5 separate regions of the Mus musculus genome follow, and regions 1, 2, 3 and 4 are each linked to region 5. A link is a contact called in public HiChIP or PLAC-seq and promoter capture Hi-C data. All regions are on one chromosome and are shown on one strand. The core of a region is the stretch at or near the end of the contact, and the rest is flanking DNA. Distances in the headings are between cores, read along the strand shown. Region 1 holds the start of Naxd (NAD(P)HX dehydratase). Region 2 holds the start of 5830468F06Rik (a long non-coding RNA gene). Region 3 holds the start of Ing1 (inhibitor of growth family, member 1). Region 4 overlaps Arhgef7 (Rho guanine nucleotide exchange factor (GEF7)). Region 5 holds the start of Tmco3 (transmembrane and coiled-coil domains 3).

What was found. Promoter capture Hi-C pulls out the DNA fragments that hold promoters and counts their contacts. HiChIP or PLAC-seq counts read pairs in DNA pulled down with a chosen protein or histone mark.
Region 1: a promoter capture Hi-C map of liver shows a contact between it and region 5, with 8 times the contacts expected there. The contact joins the promoter of Naxd here to the promoter of Tmco3 in region 5. A contact is called at or near these places in 6 of 39 promoter capture datasets (the 3T3-L1 cell line, the SN4741 cell line, erythroid cells and 2 more), 1 of 484 Hi-C or Micro-C datasets (CD4 T cells), 1 of 115 datasets of contacts at active chromatin or transcription factors (microglia) and 2 of 9 other capture datasets (adipose tissue and liver).
Region 2: a contact with region 5 is called in a promoter capture Hi-C map of stem cell-derived epiblast-like cells, with 2.1 times the contacts expected there. The contact joins the promoter of 5830468F06Rik here to the promoter of Tmco3 in region 5. A contact is called at or near these places in 4 of 39 promoter capture datasets (the 3T3-L1 cell line, hippocampal neurons, pre-B cells and 1 more).
Region 3: a contact with region 5 is called in an H3K27ac HiChIP or PLAC-seq map of thymic regulatory T cells, with 9 times the contacts expected there. The contact joins the promoter of Ing1 here to the promoter of Tmco3 in region 5. A contact is called at or near these places in 6 of 39 promoter capture datasets (embryonic stem cells, erythroid cells, liver and 2 more), 8 of 484 Hi-C or Micro-C datasets (B cells, CD4 T cells, CD8 T cells and 4 more), 6 of 115 datasets of contacts at active chromatin or transcription factors (Th17 cells, astrocytes, pancreatic cancer cells and 3 more) and 2 of 9 other capture datasets (adipose tissue and liver).
Region 4: a promoter capture Hi-C map of liver shows a contact between it and region 5, with 6 times the contacts expected there. The contact joins the enhancer-like site here to the promoter of Tmco3 in region 5. A contact is called at or near these places in 7 of 39 promoter capture datasets (the 3T3-L1 cell line, the C10 cell line, hematopoietic stem and progenitor cells and 3 more), 1 of 115 datasets of contacts at active chromatin or transcription factors (astrocytes) and 1 of 9 other capture datasets (embryonic stem cells).

Annotation. Positions count from the first base shown.
Region 1 is chr8:11,496,056-11,498,755 of GRCm38.p6, reverse strand. It overlaps Naxd (NAD(P)HX dehydratase), which reads right to left and starts at 1,250. Exons shown (of 10, transcript NM_001190357.1): 1 at 1,130-1,250. The coding sequence starts at 1,169.
Region 2 is chr8:15,020,277-15,022,976 of GRCm38.p6, reverse strand. It overlaps 5830468F06Rik (a long non-coding RNA gene), which reads left to right and starts at 1,380. Exons shown (of 2, transcript XR_003947516.1): 1 at 1,380-2,700. The region is part of intron 1 of Kbtbd11 (kelch repeat and BTB (POZ) domain containing 11); the gene reads right to left.
Region 3 is chr8:11,555,150-11,557,849 of GRCm38.p6, reverse strand. It overlaps Ing1 (inhibitor of growth family, member 1), which reads right to left and starts at 1,393. Exons shown (of 2, transcript NM_011919.5): 1 at 805-1,393. The coding sequence starts at 940.
Region 4 is chr8:11,753,591-11,756,290 of GRCm38.p6, reverse strand. All of the region lies in intron 1 of Arhgef7 (Rho guanine nucleotide exchange factor (GEF7)), which reads right to left. Among named protein-coding and RNA genes, the nearest start is that of Arhgef7, 27 kb to the right of the region's middle. Within about 2 kb of position 1,365, at least 7 of the 459 cell types and tissues checked have an H3K27ac peak or open chromatin away from gene starts, as enhancers often do. A contact at or near this core is called in liver, where this site is marked.
Region 5 is chr8:13,286,646-13,289,345 of GRCm38.p6, reverse strand. Tmco3 (transmembrane and coiled-coil domains 3) reads right to left here and starts at 1,333. Exons shown (of 13, transcript NM_172282.2): 1 at 959-1,333. It overlaps Dcun1d2 (DCN1, defective in cullin neddylation 1, domain containing 2 (S. cerevisiae)), which reads left to right and starts at 1,220. Exons shown (of 7, transcript NM_001024504.2): 1 at 1,220-1,542. The coding sequence starts at 1,540.

The DNA of each region.
Region 1 (2,700 bases), core at 1-2,500, 1.8 Mb after region 5:
AGAATGCTAAGATAACACCTGAGACTAACAAGCATTTTCCTGCTTTGCTGTCACTCAACAGTATGTTGCTCTCTGTCCTTGACGATGAATCTGTTCCACAATAGGATGCCGTTGGGATACCCTGACGAGTCAGGCACTTTGTACCAAGACAGAGAGCTCGGTTAGTAAAAGGCTGGAGGAGAATCGACTAGATTTTCCGACACTTTACACTGGATCACGTTTTAGTTGGCTTACTGCCACTCCTGGTGGATTTATCCCCTGAAGTATTAAGAGAGAACTTAAAATGTAAATACTATTGACTTTGTCGCCAAGACTATCCAGAGTCTGGAAAAGCAGGTCGAGCCTGTCTGCATTTTGTTGGCGTAAAGAAACCATGGCTGAGGAAGACAACCATGGCTTCTGTGCCCCAAGGGCTTTAAGTTAATGTGAAGTCTAAGCCGGAGCATGCGACAGCAGTCCTTATATTAAGTGAGATTCACTCTAAGCACCGTTTTCTTTTCTTTTTAGATTTATTTATTTTTATTTATACAAGTACACTGTAGCTGTCTGTCCTCAGACACACACCAGAAGAGTGCATCGGACCCCATTACTGATGGTTGTGGGCCACCCTGTGGTTGCTGAAAATTGAACTCAGGACCTCAGTGCTCTTAACCGCTGAGCCATCTCTCCAGCCCAGCACAGCCAGTTGAAAGGTCTAAAGCCCAGAACTCTACCAGGTCTTTGCCAGACATTTAGCAAGTCAATCTAGTAATGAAACCTCAGTGCGCACAAAGAAAGGCAATTACCAAGAGAAAAACAGTCTCTAAATAAAGGGTTATTCAAAAGCCTTTCTATAGGTGTGGCAAGTCGAGCCAGTGTGTGGACGCGATCCAGCTCAGGAAACGGCCCGCATCTCCTGCATAGGCCCCCAATAACTCGGGGGAGCGGGGGGAGCCTAGTCCTCACGCAGGCCGGTCCCACCGGCTTCCCGGCGCTGAACGCGCAAGCGCCAGGCAGAAGCGACCCCGGCCGGTACCTGCGTACAGCGGCGACCACTGGAGCGCGATCGCGGCGGAAAGCAGCGCCACCACGGCCGCCGCAGCCCCACAGGCGTGAACGGCCATCCGCGGGACGCCCGGATCGATCTTACCTCCCCCGCAGGCGCGGATTGCCACACAGCGGACTCCCATGGCGGTCCAGCGCACTTCCGGGTTCCCAGGTGTCCCCGCGCGGACGCCGGGCCACCGCCATTGGTCTTCTGGGCTCCGCCCGGCGGCCCCAGCTTCCTGCACCGCCGGAAGCGTACTCCGGGTTCATCCCACCCCCAGGGTCAGCGTCCATCAATTACCCTCCGCTTACTCCGCTTGACCAGCGAGGCACCCAATCCGGCCTGGCCCCAGGTTAAGCGTTGTGGTAGCCGGCTCACTGAAGAACCTTGGCGGTTTAGGGACCTATTTCTTTTTTATTCTATAGCGTTTTGTTCGTGAACTTGATGGTTCACGATTCCCTTGGAGGTCAGCTTCCTTGGCAGCCTGTCCATAGCTGTGCTGCCCAACTAGATGATGTCTTTGGCCCTGGTGCGTCCCACAGCTAGGTCTAAGGCTTAGCATCTCTCAAACCATTTTCTGGCCTCGGTTCCTCGAGGTCTTTGTTGTCTCAATAGTAAGATAGGCAACCTCATGGTTACAACAGCTTACGCCCCCAAACCGGAAAGCATCCTGACTTAGTTCTTTCATACCCATGCCTCTTGTGCCTTTGATACTGCTTTTGACCTGTCTTTGATACTTCCACTTGTACCCTGTATGAAGCCTGGCTGAGGACAGTAGCCGCCTGGGTTGTTTTCTACAAAGTGACACAAACCGATGGCCTAAGTGTATAAACTGGCGTCTTGACCTCTCTGTGGTATGGCTAACCAAAGGGTTTTTATTGTAGATTGAGACAGAGACAGAGACAGAGACCAGACAGAGGCATCTGTGAGAGTTCAGAGCAGAGAGAGAAAGAACTAGACTGGACATGGCCAGGGCTATCAGAGAGGGGAGAACAGCAGGAGATGAAGGATATATAGAGAGAAGCAGAGAGAACACACAGCAAGAACAGTAAGGAGAATAAACGGGTGGGGTGGGCATGGGAGGCGGTGAGGTGAGAAGGTTAGCATGGACTTTGAAACGTGTAGCAGATAACTTGTGATACTGAGGGAGCCTGGAGGGCAGCATGAGCTTTGAAATGCTCAGAAACACCACAGGTAGCTATTTATGTATCTGTCCTTTCTGCCCAGAAGCCTAGGGGAAGCAGCTTTACAAATTCCTGAGGAATGCTAGCTTTTATCTAACACCCAGGAATTCTGCAGTCCAGGTTGAACTTATCTGGATGTTTGAACTGCCCTTTTGGAGTTTGGAGAACTGGAATTTCCTTTAGACCTAACGTTAAAGAATATTCGACCCTTTGACGTTGTGACACTATTGTTACACCGTGTTACTATTGCAGTAATTTTATAGGGTTGTTGTGACACTATTGATAAAATGTGTTACTGTTACAGTAATTTTATAGGGTGTTTCTGCCTGTTCTAGCCCTTAGAGATGCTCCTGAATAAAAGACACAGAAAACTGGTTTTTTATCAATAGGCTCTCAGTGCTCTGTGGGGCAGATTCTGAGCTTGTCTAACCTACATCTCAGCCTTAGGTCCCATGTTACTTGCCAGCTGAGTCTTGCTCTGTTTGCTCT
Region 2 (2,700 bases), core at 131-2,630, 1.7 Mb before region 5:
GTAAAGACCAACCTCCCCTCTGTCTCTCCCACATCACGACTATGTCCCCCACACCTATAAGACCACAAGCTCCCTGAGGAAAGTATCTTTGCTCCCCACACCTGGTGCTCCATAGTCAAGAGCCAATAAATGCAACCTGGCTCCTTGGGCCAGAAGACGCAGGACAGTATCTTTCCACTCTCTACACATTTTCCCCTCTACCCACCAGCACCCACCAGAGCCTTCCCCCTTGCAGCAGCTCTTGAGATCGATAGTGTGTGTCCACAAGTGCAAGATGGTGCTCCATGCAACGATGTGAGGTGTGTTATATCAGGGCAGGCAGCTTTGTTTAGCAACCTCCATTCTCCTGTGAGCCAAAATTCTTAAAAGCCCATGTTCCACGGTACCTGGGCCAACCACAGCTGGCCTCAGGTACAACAGCCAGAGGATGCCGATGTAGGATTATTTGACGCTCGCGTGGTACTGATGCTATGCATCTTCATCTCACTCATGAAGACGTGACACTCAGAAAGAGGAAGATCACTGTAATCTGTCTACCCCAGCAAGGAGCTGAGTTCATGTTAACTGTTGTGTGTGGGTAGAGTTACAGAGGCCACGTTCAGATCCAGCAGCCCATCACCATCATCCCCTGTTTTTCCTCACAGTTCCTACAACGAATGACAGGCACCACACTCTGACTTTCCTTGAACCTATAATCCTGACTTTCCGATGGACAGAGCAATCAGGAGTCAACTCGACAACAAGGGTGTCCTGTAAGCTGCTCATCAGCTACGTGGCATAGGACCCTCACGCACTCTGAAACCTCTGAGGGGCCCCTTGTTAGACACACAGGTCTGAACTTTTTATACGCCCTGCCATACTGTATGTCTACGACATTAATAGCTAATAAATCTCTTGCTTGAAAGGACAAGCCATTCAGTGCCCCCACCCCCACCACCCCAGGACCCTGAAACCTGAGACCTTTCATTAACGAGGGATATGAAAAAATAGATCATAAAGCACCCATATAAAAATGTCCCGAAGCATACAACGCACAACATACCCTATGATGTATGTGAGAGATGACAGGCCTCTCACAGAGTTGGTGACCGTACTGTTTGCTGGTGAAGCAGACCTCAGCCTCTTGTGGATAATAACTACACTGAACCCTCCTTTTTTTTTTTCCTCCCCTGAGACAGAATTGTACTCTACAGCCCATGCTGAACTTTACCCTACCACTCAGCCATGCCTGGCCTCAAGCTAGAGACCTTCTTGCTTCCCTAGTGCTGGGATTTACAGGTGTATGCTATCACACCCAACGTGTTTCCATATTCAAAGAAATAAACCTCTTTGCTTTTTTGTAATGATACCATTTGCAGATTTTAGAGCATAAAAGCCGTATCTTGAAAGTCTCAGATGTATCAAAACTAGGACAGTGAAGCTTGGTCGTAGCTTTGTGAAGTTTTTTTTTTTTTTTTTTTGGTTTTTTGTTTGTTTGTTTGTTTGTTTGTTTTTAAAGCACAATATTTAAATTCCTCTCCCAAACGCTCATCCCTAACTGTTCTAACGCCACCATCTGAGCTCTCATAGGTTTCTCCACTCCCCTTTTATCCCCCTGCCTGGCCACAGTCACTGAAGAGCCACTGACATGCAGAACAACTGATATGAAGAGAACTGTATGCAGGGACAATGCCAAACACCCCAAACCCAAGAAACAGGAATCTCAACTCCCACTGTACAAGCAAGGAGGCTGGTGATTGGGGTAGGGGCTCTTCTCCAGCTCTCTGACTCACTGGCCAGTGCCAAGGTTGGAGTTCTCAGAAGCTCACGGGTGCAGCTGAACTCCAAGGATGTCAGCATTCTCTGAGAAAGTGTGATGCTGAGAGAGCACTTTTCACAGGGGAGATGGCTTTAAAGCCATCCACGCCCAAAGTCAAATCGCTGTGGACAGACAACTCAGGATCTACAGGTGCCTCTGGGCTCACGAGCTAGAGCTGGCTGACACGGTGCAGCCTGAGTGTGTCTAAGGTGCCCCTGCTGCTGTTGCACAAGCCTTGCACACTTGTCCCTTGTGAGCTGGGACTCCAGGAAGTTGACATCCCGACTGGTTATCTCAGCTCTAGAATAGAAGCACTGAGTCTAGTACATTCTGACCTTTTATTGTCCCTTTGGCCCCGATGGAATGCTAGTCACAGAACTATGTTTGCTACCACGTTATGGCAAGCTCAGCGTAGACCTTGAGGTCATGAGAGACTTGATGGTAGGCTTAGGGCGGCACCAAAGAAAGCATTTTTCCCCAGTAGGCTTTAAGCTGGGACTAAGGGGAAACTTTCCCTGGTTGGGGTGTGTGTGTGTGTGTGTATGTGTGTGTGTAACATGCAAGTAAAATGATCTAAGAAATGGAAAGAGAGAGAGAGAGAGAGAGAGAGAGAGAGAGAGAGAGAGAGAGAGAGAGAGAGAGAGAACACTAGACTGGGCCTGGTCCCAAACCTGCTTTATCTGGTTTGCAGGCATCTGAGGTCTGGGCGCTGCATACCACCAGCACCCATCAGGTATGCTCCCACAGCCGTGGCCACCAACACAAGCTCGCAGGGGACTAGCAGAACAGCTAGCTACCACAGTCTTCAGACAGGAAACGTCCTGTGCTCAGAGGTATTAGGTGCATGGTCTCAAAGGATCGGACAAAGCCCAGCAGTGCTCCGCAACTGTCCCTGCCCAGTC
Region 3 (2,700 bases), core at 144-2,643, 1.7 Mb after region 5:
AGCCCCCTGACCTCACAGCAAAGTTTCCCCAACAGCCAACAGTTCCCGGCGGGCACGCAGGCTCCGCCTCTTCGCCACTCTGGGCAGCCCGGGTCTTCGGGTGGGCTGCAGGTCCCTCACCTGCCCCGCTCCTCTCCAGCCAGAGCCCAGCTCGCGTCCACCGATCGCAGCGCAGTCGTACACCTAGTCGGCTGCGATCCTCCCTTTCACCCTCTTCCTCCCCAAGACACACCGCGCCGGCGCCCCTCGCAGTCGGCCCGGAGCCCTGTCCAGAGCCAAGAGAGGGCCCAGGAGAGCAGGGCCTGGGCGATCGCGCGACCCCGAGTCAGGACTGCCCAGTACTTTATGTAACACTTAGAACCAGAACCTGGCGGGAGGCGGCGACTCTCCGGACCCGCACTCAGCTCCGCCGGAGTACGGCCCGCAGCCCTCTCTCTAGCCCGGTGCCCGCGCCCTACGGCCGCGGCGCCCGCATAGCACTCCACCTCGCGCGGCCGCCTTCACCCCCTCCCCGAGGACGCGGCCGAGCCCCGCGCCCCCTCCCCCGCAGCACCGCCTCATCACTTCACTACAAAGAGCGCTTTGGTCGCGCAGCCTTGCAGCCAGCCGTTCGCGCTCCTTCCTTCTCCATGTCCCGGAGCTCGGTACACAAGGACCTCGGCGTATCAAAGGCGCTCCAGACCTTTTGTTCCTAGCCCTCCGAGGACGCTACCGGGCGCTCCGGCTCCAGCAGGACCGGTCAGCCTCGCCGCCGGGACCCAGGGATGGACGCGGCCGCCCCCGCCCATCCATCACCCGCCGTACCTTGGTATTTGGCGTCGATCTCCCGCATCAGCGAGACGTTCCTCTGCAGGTCGAAAGGCAGTGACTCGATTGAGTCCAGGTAATCCTCCACATAGTTCACCAGGTGGATCTGCTCCCCGTTGGCAGGACTCAACATGGTTCACCCCGGAGGTCCCCGGCGATTCGGCGGCTTTCCGCTTCCTCCACCCCCCGCCCCCCTCAAACAGCACTGCAAAATGCAAAGCTCTCTCGCCCTTCCGCGCCCCCCCGCCGCTCCGGCCGGGCTGGCCGGCGGCTACATCTGGCGCCTGCCGCGCCGCCTCCGGGGCCGCGGGGACCCCGGCGCCTGCAGGCGCGGGCCGCGGCGGCCGAAGCTCAAGCGCACACCCCGCCGGCCGTGCAGGCCCCCTCCCGGGCGGCGGGCGGCGCGGGGGGCCGTGCGTACTAGCGCGCACACACCCAAAGAGGGCCGGCCACCGCCGCCCACCCGCCACCAGCGTGGAGAGCGGAGAGAGCGGGGCCGGCTGCGGGAAGGGCGCGCTCCGCCGCCCGCCTCGCCGCACTTGTCCAACGTGGAAAACCCAAATACCAGTTTCAAACACTTGGGAAACATTCAGCCCCGCGCGCAGCGCGCATGCGCCCCGCCACCCCTCCTCCCGGAGGCGGCCCCGCCCCCACCGCATTCACGCCCCTCACCGTCCCGGGCCGGGGGGCGGCGGGCCGCGAGGCCGGCCCGCGCGGGGGCGTGGCCTGTCATTGTCGCTGGGGGCCAGGGTCGCCGAGGGGACAGCGGCGGGGTCGCCTGGGCAGGGGAGACCGGCGACGCGAAACTTTACTAGGAGTTTGACACTCGGTGGCGGACCTACTGGGCGGAGCCGCACGCCGGCCGGGAACCGCGGGGTGCTAGCCTGCTCCTCGAGACACGCCGGGGCCGGACGAGCCTCCAGATCGCTGCCTTCAAACCGACTAACCTGAGAAGAGCCACCCTCCGCTGGGTTAACTGCATTCCCCCGCCTCCTAGCGCGGTATAAATAGGGCCCCCGAACAGAAATGGCAACGGCGTCAGCCAATCCCCTTGCGACTCTTACCTCTGCGGCCAATCTGGACGAGAAGGAGGTGTGGTGGGATCGGCAACGCCCCCCGCACGCCTAGTACTAGAGAGCTGTCCTCTTCCAGGAGGGACGAGCGGGCGGAGCCGAGCGAGGCGGAAGTGGACGCGCAGGCGCAGCTCCCTGGCGATGGATGCGGACCCGCGCGGGAGGGCAGCTATCGACACGCAAAGGGACCACCACTCCCAGCATCCTCGGCGCCTCCACGCGCCTGCGCCTTCCGCCCCCATCGTCCCTTTGTGTCGCCTCCCGGTGCTGGGTTTAGAATGGCCTGGAGACAAAGGGGCCCCCGAGGGGTGCTCTTTTCAGCGCGGAGATCTACGGTGGGCGGGCTGGCGGGAGCAGCTCTTCTCTGATCCTAACTAGCTCTTCCCCTCCCTGCCGCATCTGAGGCTGCCCATGTCCTCGTCACACTGAGTTGGCAGCGGGCACCGCAGTGTGCTTCCCGCAGGGGAGCACAACCTTCAGCTTCCCATCCCGCCCTTCCCCCACAGCTGCCGGATTTAGGGCTTTCTGAAAAGCCCGGGCAGAGCGAGGGGTTGCCTAGGCGACGGGCCCCGGCGGTCCCGCCCTCTTCCTGCCTAGGCACCGCCCTGGGGCGGAGCCTGGCCTGTGGTCGCCACATTCGCGCCTTTGTATGGCTGGGACTGTGGTGCGGCTGTCCTATTCGCCCCTCTGAGTCCCAGGTCCTCAATCTTGCTCGGCCGCCTGGGCGAGAGCGGTGGACCCGCTGCTGTGGCCTCAGGTGCGCAGGGCTGGTGATGGCGCTCTGCCTCGCCTGCGGTGTCTGCTGCGCCGGGTCAGCTCG
Region 4 (2,700 bases), core at 116-2,615, 1.5 Mb after region 5:
CTTGCTTCCACTGCGTTTGTCCCTTGAGTCAAAGACTGGAGGTGACAAGCCAAACAGACGAGACTAAGCAATGCTTCAAGCTTTAAGCCACTTTAAGTCTATTTAAAAAAAAAAAAAAAAAAAAAAAAAAAAAGCCAGTCTTCTAAGGGACAGCCATCTTTACCCACATCTTCCCCTTCTACCGAACTAATTCCAGTCTCCCCAAGGTCAGAGTTCAAAGTACATTCAACTTGCAGCTAGCGCCCCCTACGGGGCAATTTTAACATTTTCATGAAGCCAACCATGTGACCTTTGCAGAGTACTTTTCTTAAGACTTTTTTTTGCATTCCTACTATATACAGCGCCCAGTATGTGTGTGTGGGCTGCAATTACTGTCTGATTATGAACATTCTGTATATGTGCATATGTGATAAACCACTACAGCCATGGTAGATTACACAGTACTGTACTTGAGATGATGGCTTATTGTAAGTAAATACATAACATTTATAGCATACATTCTCCAAAAATGCCCATAAAATAAGGTCATGTATTCACTCGTTGGCAGAATTTTGTGACCAGCCATGTGCACACATGCTCACATCTACAAGTACATGCAAAATAAAAATATGACCAGGGTCTTTTGGTTTCCTAGCCCTGTATTTCCCCCAAGGACAATGTTGCAGTTCAGCATTCGAGATAACTTCAGAGAAGGTAAACACTACAAATAATTAGACTCATCTCTTCATCTCTACATTTGATTATGAAACCACAGGCTAATTGTTATTTTCTTTTCTTGTATGATGAGTATATAAAATAATGGAAGCAGCATACATTGATTTTGATAATTGTTAACTATAAAAAGCAAAACACCTTGAGGATTTACATATTAGTGAGAAATGTGGTTTTTAAATTACACATACCTGTGTGGGGCATGCGTGCCATGGTGTGTGTGGAGTCCAAAGGAAAAGTGTAGCAGTCAGTTCTCTTCTCTCACCCATGTGGGTCCCAGGAATCAAACTCAGGTCTCAGACTTGGTGGCAGACCCAGATTGGTTTTCATCTGTGGATTTTACCACTTTGCTAGAATGAAGTGTTGTCCACCACCAACTCTTCCTGACTGTTCTCTCCATGTGTGTGCTGAGTGGCCATCCATAAAGACGAGCATGTGGGAATGGGAGCTTTGTAATGGGACTTATTCTTTGACACCTAATGAGTGACAAAAGCCAAACTCCAGATGTGGCCTATTACCCATTCAGAGATTTTAAATGTTAATAGCTTCACTAGAGCCTCCTATAATGTCTATGAAAGCAAGGAATTAGAAAACCCAGAGTCACAGAGTCCCTGCTATTGGGGTCACTGAACCCAAAGTCACAGAGTCCCTGCCACTGGGGTCACTGAACCCAGAGTCACAGAGTCTCTGCCATTAGGGTCACTGAAGTCTTAACACCCTGGGTGTTTCATTTCATTTTTGTTTTCTTTTTTATAAAGCATGTTTGTGATTGTCCTTTAAGTGACAAGAAAAGAATTTCATCTTTTTGCAGTACATCTGAGGAAGACAAGAAATGGGTGACAGTCTGCCTTTTTGTGTGACGTAGGAGAGGAATGTTATGAAGAGGAGCAGGGACAGCCAAACTGGCTATGTGTCCTTATGACTACAGGCTCCTTTTTGTGGACACACTAGTTGAGGCTCTTTCCATGGGTTACCTTAAGACGTCCTGGCCCACATAACTCTCTGAAGTCTGGTACATGGGTACATGTAACTAGAACTCCAATGAACATCGCTGTTTGGAAAACTAAGGGGTCAACATTACGAGTGAAGAGCTCTAGCGCTATAACAAACATGTCACTAGGGGAGTCACTTGACCCCTCTAGGTCTATTTCCTTATCTCCAGTTTAAGGCCAGTAGCCTAACTGAGTTGTTGGATCAAGTGGATAATAAGTTAATCCAGCAATATTTACTGGGCCTCAAGTTCACAGCAGATCACACCATTTAGAATAGAAGTTCAGTTCCAGCTACTTGAGAGAGGGGTAGGTCTATCACTTGAGCTGATAAATTTAAGTCCAGGCAACACAGCAATACACCATCTCAGGGCAGAGGGGAAACACCTGTGGTTTCAGAAGTCCATAGTGTTTTCTAAAATGTACATAGTCAAGGGCACCGGAGACTGTAGTGAAAAACAACATGTCTAGGATTATTACAAGACAAAACAACATGGGAGAGTCCTTCATGCCTCTCTAAAGACAGTTTGCACATAGTCAATGAACAAATGAAAAACTAACATCATCAACCATCAGGGTCCACTCATATACATTCCCACTCACTCACGGGCGCACACACACATGAGAACACATTAAAAGTCCAGCCAACACTGCACGCCTAGCAGAGGGAGAAGAAGGAGAATGTTCACAATGTCAGGGTCGGCGAGGCTGAAACGCAACCTTGAGCCTGACTTGGGAGAGTGGACCAGAAAAACAGGCAGTTTCTTCCACAGTTAAACTTGTTTCTACCCTAGGCCCCAGCTGTTGTTTGCCCAGGAGAAATCATAGCCACCAAAATCCCGGTGTAAGAATGTTCACAGCTGCTTGCTGATTAGCGAGGCCACCGAGCAGAGGGCTCTGCATGTACTCTAGAAAGGCAACAGTGGCCTGACACTTGCTCTGCCCAGGTCATGTCGCAGGAATGGTGCGAAAGGTTCTCTACAATATTAACTTGCAAGCT
Region 5 (2,700 bases), core at 84-2,583:
GCCAATCCTTGAAACTACTTTGGAAAAAGAAATAGAGAATATAATACAGAAGAGGAATAAGATGCCATGCACCAAAGGAAGATAAGTCAAACAGAGGCAGAGCAAACAGCCTATATGACTTAGAACCAATGAACCATGGCTTCTTGGTGGTGCCCAAAGGGCTGTTCAAATAGCTACTTTATTTGTTCAGGAGGTGCCAACTTAAATCCACAAAGAGAGGAGACACAGAGCCTACTCACTAGCCAGCTGCTTGTTCTTTTTTTAGTTAGGGAAGCCAAGGAGGAGAAAAAGATCTATGAAGAAAGAGGCCCTTTCATCAGTAGCAAACACTTCTCTGGTAAGTAAGCAAATCTACATTGCACCCCAGGAAGATGAGATGGATGCTGACAATAAATAAACGAGAGGTTAAACCCACTGGGCCAGAGTGACCTTCCCTGTCACTTTCAACTTACTTGATTGGTTTTACCACCTAAATTAAGAAATTAATGTGTAAACCATCTTGGTTTGATTGTTGACTCTGCCAACCTCCCTGGCTGTATAAGCTTAAGTCAAGTGTTGCAGGGCACCCACATCCCTTATTGAAAGAGACAATCTTGGGGCGTCTTTCCAGGTTTATCTTTAAGAAGAGGCTGTCTGCGGGCAGCCTCACGGGGCGGGACAGAGAGACTACAAAAAATTACAGGGAAGAACAAAAAAACGGGAGGCTCGGGGAGCTGAACCTCCGAGTTTAGGTGAAGTCTTGGAAACGGTTGTCTTCCCCCATACCCCGAAAGAACTTCTAGGAAAAGACCCTCCACCCCCTGGAAAGTAGACAAAGGCAGTCTCCTAGGAAGGATCCCCTTTGGAAGAGACAAACCAAGAAGGAGCCCCGGGTAGGAGTCGCCAGGATTGAGCAACCCGGATGAGGACCCCGGTGGAGCGCATCTCAGGACAGAAGTCCCGCAGCTGCAGAGCTTACCCCGATGGAGGAGGCCGCTCTCTGGACATGCGACCTCAGCATCACTGTCCCCGATCGAGAGTTCCCCGACGCAGCGAACCTCAGGGCCGCCAAAGAATTGCCCTCATCTCTTTCCTGGCCTCGGGACCAGGACACCGAGGACGGCACCGCCCTCTTCTTACTTCAGGCGCTTCTGACGCGCAGCTGGAAAGTAGGTGCGGCTCCTTTAAGCAGGCTGCCGATGGACAGCTCCGTCGTCCTTCGCGCGGCGCGATGCACGCCGGGAACTGGAGTCCCGGGAGCCGGCCGGCCAGCCAGCTTCCAGAGAGTGCGTAAGCCTAAGAGCCTCAGAACAGCAACAGCCTCCGAGAGAGGTTACGATGTGACCCAAACGCTGTGCCTCGGAGCTGAGGGGCGCCTGTCCACGCTGCACGCGGAGAGCCGAAGACGGAGCGAGCCCCCCCAGTCACCTGAAGGGAGCGTTCGAACACTGCGCCTGCGCAGAGCGCCTGCTGCTAGCCGCCGCGGCAATCGCCTGCGCAGAGGAAGAGCGGCGTGCGCTTGCGCAGAAAATTGAAGTCGCTTCGGCAGCCTTGGGGAGCATGGTAGGTGGCTAGCTTTGCGCTCTGCAGGTGCGGGCCAGAGCCGGGCGCGGAGGTCACCTCTCTGTGGCGGCATTAGGATAACCGAACCGAGAGGCCGGGCGTGCCCGTCGTGGTGTTGAGGGAGGGCGCGGTTGACTTGGAGTAGCATGGTGTGAAGAGGGGTGTGAGGAGCCCAGTTGGATCTCCGGGGAGGGCAGCGGCGCCGGGTCAGCTGGGTGCTGACCGGACCGGAGGGCGGGACGGGGCTGTGCGACGGGTGACAACCTGCCTGCTGGGCGGAGCCGTCCCGCTTCTGAGTGGACAGTGACGCCGATTGGGGCGGAGCTGGCAGAGCTTTGAAGCCGTCAGCCCGGGGAGGTTTGTGGAAGAGGTGGAAGGACGCGATCCCCGGAAGGTGGTGCGCAAGGCTCCGCGGGGTTAGCATGGTTTGCGATCCGCTCAGCTCTCGCCGCGGCGAGGATATCCCCTACTCGCCCGCTCTCTTCCTGAGATCAGGCTGGGAATCCTGGAGGCGGGGAGGGACCGACTGGACGCCCTGGAGGTAGAGGAGGGTTTGCCTAGTAGAGCCGTGCAAAGGCCTGGACCGCGGGAGGACGCCTGACAGTCCCATTCCTTGGGTCTCGGGGTAGCCTTGCTCCGAGAGGATGCAAGCGAATGGGAGCCGAGGAAGACAAGTTTTGTCTCTGTCCTGGGAGAGATGTCGGCTTGGCTTGGTTTGCGTAGAGGAAACAGGGGAACTGAGGACCGAACCCTGGGGAGGGAAGAGGGGATGGAACCAATACCGAGAAGGACGAGGCTGGAAAACTAAAAGGTTTGAACCTAGAAATCAAGAAATAATGGAGAAGAGCTGCAGAAAGACTCCTCTGACCAGCTGCTAGCAGACTTCAGCGGCCAAGCCACTCACCTGCGCTCTTGGACAGGAACGTCACTGGGGAAGGAAATGTTGGGAGGCTCAAGATTTGGGAACACTTGGACTTGATGCCCTCATTTCCAGGCTTGCACATGGCAAAGCACAGTCAATCTGTAGTGGGCCGCAAATCTGTTTGAGCAAATGTTTGTCCTATGAGCCCTTTGAAATTGACCATAAGAGGAGGTATTTTGCTAAGTGTCTGTGGAAGGACATTTTACAGATGCTTTCTAAAATCTTATATGGGAGCA